2 separate regions of the Pan troglodytes genome follow, and region 2 is linked to region 1. Evidence: chromatin contacts called from public HiChIP or PLAC-seq data. All regions are on one chromosome and are shown on one strand. The core of a region is the stretch at or near the end of the contact, and the rest is flanking DNA. Distances in the headings are between cores, read along the strand shown. Region 1 holds the start of SLC25A15 (solute carrier family 25 member 15). Region 2 holds the start of WBP4 (WW domain binding protein 4).

The links. HiChIP or PLAC-seq counts read pairs in DNA pulled down with a chosen protein or histone mark.
Region 2: a contact with region 1 is called in an H3K4me3 HiChIP or PLAC-seq map of stem cell-derived excitatory neurons, with 3 times the contacts expected there. The contact joins the promoter of WBP4 here to the promoter of SLC25A15 in region 1. A contact is called at or near these places in 1 of 7 Hi-C or Micro-C datasets (stem cell-derived neural progenitor cells) and 1 of 1 datasets of contacts at active chromatin or transcription factors (stem cell-derived excitatory neurons).

Annotation. Positions count from the first base shown.
Region 1 is chr14:39,883,729-39,890,340 of NHGRI_mPanTro3-v2.0_pri, forward strand. SLC25A15 (solute carrier family 25 member 15) reads left to right here and starts at 3,396. Exons shown (of 7, transcript XM_054664899.2): 1 at 3,396-3,608.
Region 2 is chr14:40,151,598-40,158,209 of NHGRI_mPanTro3-v2.0_pri, forward strand. WBP4 (WW domain binding protein 4) reads left to right here and starts at 2,550. Exons shown (of 10, transcript XM_016925231.4): 1 at 2,550-3,037; 2 at 4,005-4,077; 3 at 6,370-6,432; 4 at 6,518-6,612. The coding sequence starts at 3,036. It overlaps ELF1 (E74 like ETS transcription factor 1), which reads right to left and starts at 2,800. Exons shown (of 9, transcript XM_024348533.3): 1 at 2,205-2,800. TRNAE-UUC (transfer RNA glutamic acid (anticodon UUC)) reads right to left here and starts at 2,176; the gene lies at 2,105-2,176.

The DNA of each region.
Region 1 (6,612 bases), core at 2,146-4,645:
GGTTGCAGTGAGCCGAGATCGCGCCATTGCTCTCCAGCCTAGGCGACAGAGCAAGACTCCGTCTCAAAGAAAGAAAGAAAAAAAGCCTCTGGGAGGGAGCACTGCACAGTGTACCAGCTGAGCGCCTGACCTTTGGAGTTGGACAGAACTTTGCTGAGTCCCTGCTTTTCTCTTAGCGCCTGTGTAATGTGGCCTCCCAACACCTTGGTTTCTTCTCCAACCTCATTCTCACCAGCCATTGGGCTAGGCAAGGGGACACAGCAACTAAGTTGGACAGAAGACAAATAAATGAGAGTTTGTGCAAAAAACCCAAAAAAGTAACTTTGTAGACTATGGATTAAAAATCTGAGCAAAATTCCGATAGTTTCTTATAGAACAAATTGGGAGGCATGGAGAGGAGAAATGTGGAAGGCTTGGGAGTGATGAGAGTTTGGAACAGCCCTTGTCAGGATAGGAGAGGAAGGGGCTCAAGGAAGACAAGACAAAGCACTAGGCTAGGGCCCAATGGCTCGAGGAGAGTACCAAGCGCCCTGCATGGACTGTTCCAGCAGGCTGATGGAGCACAGGGGGTTCAAAGGAACCAGTGATGCAGTCATGCTGTGGCTGGGGTTTACAAAAGGCTAAGTGACTCATTAAAGGTCACACAGGGACATTTACACAAACATCCTGGCCCCAAGTCCAGTGCTCTTTCTAATCTATAACAGGGTCTTTCCTTTTTTTTTTTTTTTTTTTTTGACAGGGTCTTGCTCAGTCGCCCAGCCTGGACTGCAGTGGCATGAACACAGTTCACTGCAGTTTCAACCTCCTAGGCTCAAGAGATCTTGCCACAGCTTCCCCAGTAGCTGGGACTACAGGCATGCGCCACCACACCAGGTTTTAAAAAAATTTTTTTTGTTTTGATTTTTAGTAAAGACAGGGGCTCACTGATACTGTCATTGCAAAAATTATAACCAAGAAAATTATGATGGTGAAAGAGATCTGACCTAACTGACTCTATCTTGCTTCTAACCTCCAAACTGTCCTTGTTCTGGGTGTAGGCCCAACTAACTCTGGGAGGAGCTTAGATTATAGTTTAGCGTCGAAACAACAGCCCTTTCCCAAAACAAACCCCCTTCCTGCCTGGGGACTAGGCCGCCTTGTAGGACTAACAAATTAGCCACAAGTTTACAAATTACGGTTTAGGAGTCATGCAGCTGGAGACTGCAAGATTCTAAACCTCCCCAAATAACTCCTCAGGATGACATCACTATTGTAAAACCTAAGATCACAGATAAGATTGAGATATTTTTGCAGACCCTGTACTTGATGGATTGATCAGCTGGCACTACCCAGATTGATAAACTGCCTCATCTGGTTTTGTGGCCCCTACCCAGGAACCAACTCAGCGTAAGAGGACAGTTTAGACTCCCTATGATTTCATCTCCAACATGACCAATCAGTACTCCCACTCACTGGCCCCCTACCCACCAAATTATCCCTAAAAACTCCAAACCCCGAATTCTTGGGGAGATTGATTTGAGTAATAATAAAACGCTGGTCTCCTGCACAGCTGGTTCTGCGTGAATTAAACTGTTTCTCTATTGCAATTCCCCCATCTTGATAAATTGGCTCAGTTGAGGCAGCGGGCGAGAAGAACCCATTGGGCAGTTACATCACTGTGTTGCCCAGGTTCAACTCGAACTCCTGGGGTCAAGCAATCCTCCTGCCTCAGCCTCCCAACATGGTGGGATTACAGGCATGAGCCACCACACCCAGCCAAGTCTGTCCTTAATCAGGGTTCCTTTGGGTCTCATTTTCTTAAGCTGCAAAAGCTATTGGACCAGGTGATATTGCCAACCCCTTTAAGCTGCTGTAACTGTAGTTTCAGCTGCTGGATCTGCTTTCAGTTAGTTATGTTCCCCATCACTTTGGACAAGTCATCCCAACTCCCTGGCTTGTTTCTGTAACTCGATTACGGTCCAGAAGCCCGAGTTCTAAAGTGCTGATTCTGATGAGTGTCCATGTACCAGGCACTCTGATCCCATCATAGCATCTACTACAGCCTGGGAGGTCTACTCAAGTGTGCATTCATGTTAAGCACTAACACCAATTAAATCACTTAAATAACGTAGGTAATTATCCAATAGCACATCCAGACGTGGTGGCTCACACGTGTAATCCCAGCACTTTGAGAGGCCGAGGCAGGCAGATCACCTGAGGTCAGGAGTTCGAGACCAGCCCGGCCAAGGTGGTGAAACCCTGTCTCTACTAAAAAATACAAAATTAGCTGGGTGTGGTGGCGCATGCCTGTAATCCCAGCTACTTGGGAAGCTAAGGCAGGAGAATCGCTTGAACCTGGGAGGGGGAGGTTGCAGTGAGCTGAGATTGCACCATTGCACTCCAGCTCGGGTGACAGAGTGAGACTCTGTCTCAAAAAAAAAAAAGAAAAAAAAAGAAAAAAATAATAATCCAACAGCACATCTAAACAAGACTTAAAGTTGTAAAATAAAATTACACTGTGTGGAGGGGGTGTGTGTGTGTGTGTGTGTGTGTGTGTGTGAGAGAGAGAGAGAGAGATGAGGTCTCTGTCATCCAGGCTGGAGTGCAACAGTGCCATCATAGCTCACTGCGGCCTCCAATTCCTGGCCTCAAGCGATCCTCCCGCCTTGGCCTCCCAAATAGCTGAGAATAGAGGCATGTGTCACCACACCTTTTTTTTTTTGTCGTCGTTTGTTTGTTTTTATGAAACAGAGTCTCGCTGTGTAGCCCAGGCTGGAGTGTAGTGATGCAATCTTGGCTCACTGCAACCTTCACCTCCCAGATTCAAGCGATTCTCCTGCCTCAGCCTCCCTAGTAGCTGGGGTTACAGACACGCACCACCACGCTGGAGAAATTTTTGTAATTTTAGTAGACGGGGTTTCACCATGTTGGCCAGGCTGGTCTTGAACTCCTGACCTCAGGTGATCCGCCTACCTCGGCCTCCCACAGTGCTGGGATTACAGGCGTGAGCCACCATGCCCGGCTAATTCCTGTATTTTCATACTTAGTTGCATTTCCTATTAGGGCCTTGGATCCCAAGTATAATTTTGTACTCAAATATAACTTATAAATAAGGCCTTAGCCTCCCAACAAGGTCAAAGTAGCTAAAAAGTAAGTCCTCCCAACCACTGACGTTACCAGCCCCCAGCCCCCAGTCCCAGCCCAGCGGGCTAACAAGGGTCCGGCCTCAGAGAGGGTCTCGGGGATCCCACAGGTGGGAAAGTCTCCGGAGGCGCAGGCCCCGCTCTCCACCTTCACCAGGGTCGGCGGCAGCACCACGCCGGGTCGCGGGCTGGCTGTGCGCGCCGCGGCCCCACGCCCACTTCCGCTTCCCGTGCTGGGGGCGGTGGCAGGGCCGGTGGGCGGTGGCGGCTCCCGGTCTCGCCCGGGCGCGGCCCTGCGCAGCCCGCCCCCCAGCCGCAGGGGCGCTCCTGAGCTTCGCGGGGCCGCAGTCCGGGATGCCTGCGCGAAGGGCGGGGCGGAGGGCCGGCCGTTGCCGACGTGGGTGTTAAGTGGCCGCCCCAGCCGGCGACCCGGAGCCGAGAGCGGGCGGCGGAGCCTGAGCTGGACGCGGCCACGCCGGCGCGGCGGTGAGCGCAGCCCGGTCTGGCGCCTGCAGCTGCGGGGAGCGCGCCAGGCGGAGGGAGCGGGGCGCGGGGCGCGGGGCGGGCCCCGGTGTCCGGGCGGGCCCCGGTGTCCGGGCGGCGTGACCTTCCCGAGCGGCGGGGGAAGCGGCCAGCGTCGCAGCGCACGTGCCGCGGGACTCGGAGAATCTCGGGGTCGTCGGCCTCCTTCCCGCAGTGCCCACCTGGTGGGAACTTTTGTCCTTGTTTGCCCCCAAGTCGTGTCATTTGGCTGCGGGGCTCCGCGCCTCAGGGGCGCCAGTGCTGGGCAGCATGGAGCCGCTTGTGAATGGAGACTTGCTGGCTGCCCAGGAGTGGGCGGCTGGGCAGGGGCGGCGAACGTTTAGGGTCCGGCAAAGAAAGTTGGAAGTCGTCTCCCTGACCTGTTCCTTGCGAGGCCCGGGAGGAGACGCGCCTGGCCGGTCCTTGGCGGCGAAACTGATTTGCATCTCCACGCTTTACCTAAAGCCCGGGCTCTGGGGACTGGATGGCGAGCTGGCCTGCGGCTCCTACCGCCCCAGCTTTAGCCAGAAGCTGGGATCTTCCCGCAGCAGTTCGTGTTCCCTGGTGGAAAATGCAGCCTCATCTACTGACTCTCCCTTCCAAAAAAAAGTTATTTTCCCCAAGGGTCGAGAAAAGTGGGTGGTCGGCACTGTTGTTCCTCAGTTGCACCCTGGTGTAATTTGAGAGAGGGGTCAAAGGCGCTGAAAAGATTCTTTTTTCTATTCCAAGTGCTACAGCAAGCTCATAAATCAATTTTAATTCATGCTGAACAGTCATGCCTCCTCCAAGCCCTGTGTCTTCTCCAAGCCAGAGCTACACATAATGTGAATTAGTTGCCCACTCCTTCTGAGTGAATCTGTTAGTACCCATCATCGTTTTCTATCCTAATAATTCTAGTGGCTATTTGTAGAATTTATTTGTTTATTTTTTTGAGACGGAGTTTCGCTCTTGTTGCCCAGGCTGGAGTGCAATGGGGCGATCTCGGCTCACCGCAACCTCCGTCTCCTGGGTTCAAGCTATTCTCCTCCCTCAGCCTCCCGAGTAGCTGGGATTACAGGCATGGCCCACCACGCCAGGCTAATTTTGTATTTTTAATAGAGACGGGGTTTCTCCATGTTAGTCAGGCTGGTCTCGAACTCCTGACCTCAGGTGATCCGCCCGCCTTGGCCTCCCAAAGTGCTGGGATTACAGGCTTGAGCCACTGTGCCTGGCCTATTTGTAGAATTTAATGTGTTTAAGTTTGGCTCACCTAACAGGGTTTAATTCTTATGGACAGATAGAATGTAATGTGATGTGACTTTCCTTCAAAATTAAGAAGGAAGTGTCTGTGCCAAAAGAAATAAGCGCATTGAGGTTTATCTAGGAGGCCACATTGTACTTGCCTCTGTCTGTCTTCTCAGTTGCCCCCGTTTTTTTCTTTCCCTAAAATATAGGGTTGGGTGTTTTGTGTTGCCTTTGGCCAGGTTGAAATACTCAGATTAAGGGTTGGTTTGTAGGCACAGGCCTGCAAAGACAGGACTTTGAACTGAATCCTCTGTCACTGACAGTTGTGTGGCCTTGGAGAAGACCTTGTCTTGCTCCAGGCTTTAGTTTGCCTTCTGGGAAAGGATTAGGACCCTGATAAACTTTTTATTTATTTATTTATTTATTTTATTTTTTATTTTCTATTATTATTATTTTTTTTTTTTTGAGACAGAGTCTCGCTCTGTTGCCCAGGCTGGAGTCCAGTGGCACAATCTCGGCTCACTGCAATCTCCACCTCCCGGGTTCAAGTGATTCTTCTGCCTCAGCCTCCTGAGTAGCTGGGACTACAGGTGTGCATCACCACACTGGGGTCATTTTTGTATTTTAAGTAGAGACAGGGTTACACCATATTCGTCAAGCTGGTCTCAAACTCCTGACCTCGTGATCCTCCCACCTCAGCCGGCCCAAAGTGCTGGGATTACAGGCGTGAGCCACCGCGCCTGGCCAGGACCCTGATAAACTTTTTTAGGAAGATACCAGATGGCCACCACCTTTTCAGCCTAGTGAATGGTCCTGTCTCTCCAGACCTATCAACAGCATATAAATCAGTGTCTTGCACTTCTAACTTAGTTGCTTTATTAAGTAATGTGCTGTTGTTGCCACTGGTTTTAAATTTTTTGTAAATAAAGGAGGATTATTGAAGTCTCGTCATTGGCAAAATGCTTCAAGAGGTTTAAACAACTTCTCCATGGCCAGTGTTTCCTATTGACGTTCAGGGTGACATTGGTGTTAGGAGTGCGTTTGGTGTTCATCTCTGATCCAGCACGATGGGTCACACAGCTCCTCAGTGTGATGAGGAATAAGTTGTTCCTTATTATTTGCAAATAAGTTACTAACACCGTTTGAAAATTGTACAGGATTGGTTGTTGAGTTGGATATTTTAGTCAACATTTATTAAGCCCATGCCTCAACAGTAGTTGACTTTTGTTTAAAGAGAGAGAAAGGGCCGGGCGCGGTGGCTCACGCCTGTAATCCCAGCACTTTGGGAGGCCGAGGCGGGCGGATCACGAGGTCAGGAGATCCAGACCATCCTGGCTAACACGGTGAAACCCCGTCTCTACTAAAAATAGAAAAAATTAGCCGGGCATGGTGGCGGGCGCCTGTAGTCCCAGCTACTCGGAGGCTGAGGCAGGAGAATGGCGTGAACCCGGGAGGCGGAGCTTGCAGTGAGCCGAGATAGCGCCACTGCAGTCCAGCCTGGGCGGAAGAGCGAGACTCCGTCTCAAAAAAAAAAAAAAAAGAGAGAGAAAGAAATTCTAGTTTTCCCAAATGCCCAAGGCTCCAACCAAAACATACCGAATCAAGATTTCCAGAAGAAAGTCCTGGCAATTTGGATATTTAATAAGTGCTCCAGGTTATCAAGTGGATTTGGACACAACGGCGCAGGTGTTGTATCTCAAAGTGTGAGTCTGTGGACTGGCATTGTCCGCCTCACTTGGGAACT
Region 2 (6,612 bases), core at 1,300-3,799, 270 kb after region 1:
CCATTTTAGCACCATTTGGTACAATGTTGTCAACTCATTACAAAATACAAGGTCAAGGCCTGGTGTGGTGGCTCACACCTGTAATCCTAGCACTTTGGGAGGCCGAGGTGGGTGGATCACCTGAGGTCAGGGGTTCGAGACCAGCCTGGCCAACATGGTGAAACATTGTCTTTACTCAAAATACAAAAATTGGCCACGCGTGGTGGCGGGTGTCTGTAGTCCCAGCTACTTGGGAGGCTGAGGCATGAGAATAGCTTGAATCCGGGAGGCGGAGGTTGCAGTGAGCTGAGATCGCGCCAATGCCCTCCAGCCTGGGTTAACAGAGCGAGACTCCGTCTCAACAAAAAAAAAGAAAAAAAAAAAGTCGAAAGTTAAGCCCTCTCTGGGGACAATTAAGGCAGAGTTATCCGAGTTATCTTTCCTTCTTTCCAAATTTTCAACTACTGTAATTCTTTAGTAACTGCTTCTTAATGACACACTATTACTTATTTAAATGAAAATTCCACTTTCATTATCTATTCAGGAATCGCTCAACAATTCTTGTAACTCTATTTAAAATTTGTGAGTGATACGTGTTATCAAAAATGTATGGCTCTAAAGCCAGAGAACAGAGAAGGTGAAACGTCTCATCACACAGCTAATCACAAAGACCAAAATATTATTCCATTCAGTATTCTATCCACTAGCTAACATAAAGAATACAAACATCAGTAACTTCAAAAGCATGTGGTGGTGCTTGGTGTGTAGCAAACACACAAATATTTGAATTAATGAAGACGATTTAAAATACTTAGGCTTTTTCTTTCTTTTTAACAAGGTAAGCCTAATTAATCCTTAATCACGCAGATCACATTAACAAATTTACTGTGCAGTTAAAGCTACAAAATAGTCTGGGAACACACATACTAACCACCAAAACATCTGCTTTCAGTAATGGCACTGACCAGAAACCCATCTACAAGAGTCACTGTTTCCTTCTTCGTTTGTTCCCAGAGGCCCAATAAACATTATAGCGGACCCTATTTTCTAATTTCAGCTTGCATTTAAGATAACGCTTTTGTTTCATTTACAGCTCACATGCTGCTGACACAGCTGCCCCTTCTTTGTAATAAACACAGGGCTTCTATATTTAAAAATACAGTGAAACTTTGTTTTAACGTCCCCTCCCCAGTCTCCAGCCAATTTTCTCTTTCCCAAGCCCCACCTCCACCCCAGGATGTTTTGCTGTTGTTTTAATCAATTTTTTTCTTTAAATGAACGGCGCTCAAAATGTTAGACCCTTTGGAAAGTCGATATACTTATTCAAAGCCATCTCATCAGAGTGGTATTTTTCTCCTCCATAGCTCGTGGTGTGTATTTTTAAAAGGAAAGAAAAAAGATTCTCGTTCCCAAAGGCCTTTTTTCGAGGGTACTTTCCGTGACTGCGACCAGCACCCCTTAAGTCAAGTTGGGAAGACCTCCCGGGCCAGCCTCGCGCTTGCTCAGGCGCCGCGGGTGGAGACGCGAGCGCACACGCGGCGGAAAGGGGCGCCGGGCAGCTGCGCGGCCGGGAAAGCGCGTCCCCCCGGGAGGGCGCGGAAGGCACACTGTGTTCCGTGGGGCCTCGTAAATACCCTGCGGCCAGAGAACCACTAGAGCTACTGGTCCGGGCGCGGGCTCCGGGGCGCCCAGGGCAGGGGGGTCAGCCCGTCCTGCACAGGAAGAGTCGCAAGAGCGGCTGAAGAGGGTGTGGGCCGGAGGGGGGCGCTGGGAGGAGATAACGCAAGGCCGGAGTTAATCATCACCTCCCGGGCGTCTGGAAAACTACGGGCCGGAGGGGCGGGGGAACAGCCCAGGGGAAAGTGAAACTCCCTCGGGGCCCACCAGCCCCGTGAGCCGGAGGCGGGAGGGAGAAGGATCCGAAGCGCATTCGCTTCTCCAGCAGGCACGGCGTGGCACTCGAGGCTCCAAAAGCCGCAGCCCAGCTCCAGGCGCCACTAACTACAGTAATGCTTATTTTCTACAAACTCACCCAGACAGGGGGACAAGAAAGGAGCCAGAACACAAGATTTAAGAAGTCAGCCCTCCAAATCGATAGTTGCAAAAAAAGAAAAATAAGGCAGCGTTCCCATACCGGGAGTCGAACCCGGGCCGCCTGGGTGAAAACCAGGAATCCTAACCGCTAGACCATATGGGAAGTGCTACGAGAAATTGCCGTGACCCACCTGACAAGGATAAGCGCCTCTGCCTCCTTTGCCGCACCTCTCGCCACCGCCGCCTCTGCGCTACTGAAGCTGCTGCCGCCGCCACCGCCGCCGCCGCTGCTGCTGCTGCCCACGCGCTCCCGAGCTAGGGAACAAGCTCCATCCGAGCGCGCGGGCGTCGTAGGGGAGAGGAGGGGCGGGGCCGCTCCGCTGCAACAGCAAAGTTTGAGGCGAAGCCTAGCGACTCGCAGCGCCGGTCCCGCAGTTTCACCTCTTTTTTTTTTTTTTAACTCCGCCAGAGGACCCCGACCCACAGGTCCCGGTTGCTCCGCTGGTCAAAGTGCGTGCGGAGTAGTTGGCAAAGTTGAGAGCGGCGACGTCTCTGGGAACAGCTGTTTGCGTTCCGGGCGGAGGCGGCGCGCTGAGCTCCTTGGCCTTGAGCCAGCGAGCCTAGAAGGAGGATGGAGGTTTTGGGCCCCAAGGGAGGACACAGAGACGGCGGGATGGCGCAGGGACTTGAGGCTTGAGATCCTGTCCTTCAGCTCAGGTCCCGTCGCGCTTTTACCCCTTCCCGGTGACCTCAACCCCTTTATACCGACCCCACCTCTTTGGAGCCGGGAGTACCGCCCCTGTAGGGGGAGGGGAGAGGAGGCGATTTCGAACGCGGATTGGATCGTCTGGGCACCCGTAGTTGGGAACAGCGGAACGCTGGTCCCGGGGACTGAGTAAGGTGTCTGGATCGGAGGGAGGTTCGGGTGGGCATCGGGCGGCTGGAAGAGCACGATTCGTCCCGCTGGGAAAGCGCGAGTCTGAGTGGAACCCTGGACGACTTGCAGAGCGGCTGGCGCAGTCATGTGAGTTGGGTCTCAGGCCCTGAACAACGAGGTGTTGTTTCTCTGGGCCGCCCTTTCTCGCCCGGGTCTTCCCCTCCTCTCCTCCCGCCCTTCGGCCGGGGGCGTGACAGACGCGTTCTTAACTCGCTCGGGACCGGCCCCAGACCTGCAGGGCCGGTTCTCAGGGCGGGGTAGAAATGTTACCCCGCTGAACGCCCTGGGGTATGGGGCACGGGCTCTAGGGGGAGGCCGGCGGCCGGTTCAGGGGGCTGGTTGGACGGCTGCGGGTGAAGCGACGCAGTGCTCTCTCTACGACGCTGTCGGGGGTCGCACGCACCCCTTGGGGCTCCGAAGCCCCTGAACCCTAGGGTATTGTGAAACTAGGGCTGGGCTGCGGCCTCCCCCGCCCACTGGAAGCGGCCAGCCCTGGATAGCGTAATGGTTTTTTTTTGTTTTTTTTTTTTTTTTGGTCGGCCGTCTACGAAGTCCCATGGCTTTTCCAGTTCTCTCTTGCCTTGAGGCTCAAGAACAGTTTGTTTTAACTGATAGTTTGGGAGGAACTACAGTTTTCCCCAGAGTAGTCTTGTACGTTGTTCTCTTGGTGGGAATAACTTGATTTAAGGCAAACTTTATGAGTTTCTTCAGGTTTCCATTACATCAACCTCCCCCAAAGCCAGAAAGGATAAATGTTCTTCTAAGATGTTCCTTAGTTTTTCATAACGATGACGATAACAAGTGAGGAATTTTTGAAAGCCATTTTATTGAAGGGAGTTTTGTAATGTATCAGATACAGACTTTTTCTACTCTGCTGGCAACAGAATTTCAATTGACTGTGCTCCAACCAGATAAATAATAAAACGACTATACATAACAAGACAAGATTCAGTAGCAGGGGCATATATTTCAAACTTTAAAAACTGTAAAGCATGCAGAATTTAACCTTTTTTAAGTTTTACATGAGCTTAGCCTTGTTTTCCCTCTTTTTCAGGGCGGACTACTGGAAGTCACAGCCAAAGAAATTCTGTGATTACTGCAAGTGCTGGATAGCAGACAATAGGCCTGTATGATAATTCCGCTGTTAGAGATTCTAATAATAATTGTGTTGAATGAAGTGCTCCTTTTTGATGTAAACTCAGTTTACAAAGCACTTTTATGTACATTGCTCTTGCATTTTCAAAACATCAGAAGATTTCTGTCTTCTCAGTCCCCTATGAAAGCTGTGAGCCTTCTTCCTTTTCATCAACCTAACTTTGATTATATATTAAATTATTTCTCTGTGGCCTTTTGGGAAATGGGCAATGAGTAGGTCATATCATTCATGTTATGAAGCACCTATATTATAATGGTGGTGTTCATAATACTGTCATACCCAAAGAATTGTGGAAAGCCCTTAAAAAATAAAAGCAACATGTTTAGTTTTTCTTGTATATTTTGTGGTCTAGAAATAATCAAGTGTATTTAATGCAGAGCTGTGTATCTTTAGATGCTTAAATTTGAAAGAACACCATTATTTCCTTTCTCATGAAACAAAGTAACAACTCTGTTAGGTATGTTGTTAGTCTGTCTCATAGTTGAGATCCAGTTTTGAAGATGTAAAGCAAAAAGCACACTGCTGATTTTTCTCCCCTCTTGCATGTCAAAATACTATGTACATACCACATAAACACTAGGGTATCTGTTAAATATATTTTATGTTGATACCGTTTTTACTTGGCAAAGTTGGATGCACAAAGAATAGTAGTCTCATATTTTAACAATGCTGTGGATTTCTTCTGTAGACATTTATTTCCTGTTACCTGCAAGATGTTTAGGATTTGGATTTTTTTTATGTTTTGGTCTTTTTGGATAGTTGCTAAAGTTCTTCACTATTTTACCTAGGCTATCCTTATAAATAAATACCATGAATTTTTAAAACCACACAGATCACTTAAAGTCTCTCTTTCTTGGAGGTACCTAGGCTGTAAAATGAATTTTGTGAGTTATCTAGAGTAAGTAATCCCTTCCAGTGTAGTCTGTCTTTATCTTCTTGAGTTGGTAATACACATTGATTTAACCTTTAATTAGAAACAAAATTAATTTAATTTTGAATGGTCCTTTAATATTGTATTCTTTGTGTAGTGTAATCAACTTTAGGAAACGCAATATATGAAAAACAGGATTATCTGCTTTACAAAGTCACACTTTAAAGATGAATTCATGGTAGTATTTTAAAATAGCTCAGTTAATGCATCATGTAAGATTTGATTGACAGAACTTATTTTGCAGAGCTTGCGAAGAATTTCTTACTGCATTTAACTAGAAACTTGTAATTTAGGGAGCATTTCTGATTGTTTAAATAGATAATTGCACTCACTCACCAGCCCCTGTCCCCAGTCATCCAGTGGCCATTAATCCCCATAGGTTATCATTTTTTTTTTCATTTTCTTGCCTATCCTTCCATTGTTTCTACATGCATGTAGACACAAGTTCTTATTCCAGCATACATAAAAGGTAATGTACTGTATATATTATTCTGCACTAGTTTTAAAAAATTTAACAGTATGTAACTGGAGCTCCCTTTGTATCCATACATAAAGAGCTTCTTTCTCTCTGTTACAGTAGACTATGAGAATGTACCATAGTTTAACCAGTCAGTCCCTTAGAGATGGATACCGTATTGTTATTGCAAATAGTGCTGCAGTCAGTAAGCTTGTGTATATCATGATTTTCTACATGTGCAGGTATATCTATAGAATAAATTACCAGAAATGAAATTGCTGTGTCAAAGGGTAAATGTATTTGTAGTCTTGATAGATATTGCCAAATTATCCTCCATAGAAGTTGTACATTTTGAACCATTACCACATTGTATAAAAGTGTTTGCTTATAATTTACGAGGAATCTTAAAATACATACTTTTCTCCTAATTTTAAGGAATAAAGCAATAAAATCATTGTTCTCTATGTCCCTCCTTGTGACAAATAGAGCAATAAAATTCTAAAGGCTTTTGATGTTGAAAGTTGTTTAAGATTTTTTTCCCCAGTCTTTTGGCTTCATGTCATGTTTGAGTCCTCATTACAATCATAGTCACTAGATTAGTCATCAAGGGTACCTTGTATTTTTCTCCATTAATAAGGTCATCATGGTTTATTTTAAGAACCAAAGGAAACCTAGTCAGAGGACATAATAATAAACAATGTAGTTCCCTAGCATCATTTGATTAAAAGGGCCAATTTGCATTAAATTAATGTTTTCATCTTTTCTGCCATTCATTTTAATTTTAATTTTCTCATGTTTATGAGAAAATTATGTTTACTATGAATTTTATGATGTTTATGTAGTTTTCTTTTGTATTTTCTCTTTTCATTTTCAAGAGTGTTGAATTTCATGAAAGAGGAAAGAATCATAAGGAAAATGTGGCAAAAAGGATCAGTGAGGTAATTTAGATTGTTTATTTGCTAATTTTTCTATGCAAATGTCAGTCCTTTATCTCACTTTCACTGTTATGTATGTCTTACATAGATTAAACAGAAAAGCCTGGATAAGGCAAAGGAAGAAGAAAAGGCATCAAAGGAGTTTGCTGCAATGGAGGCAGCTGCCCTGAAAGCATACCAAGA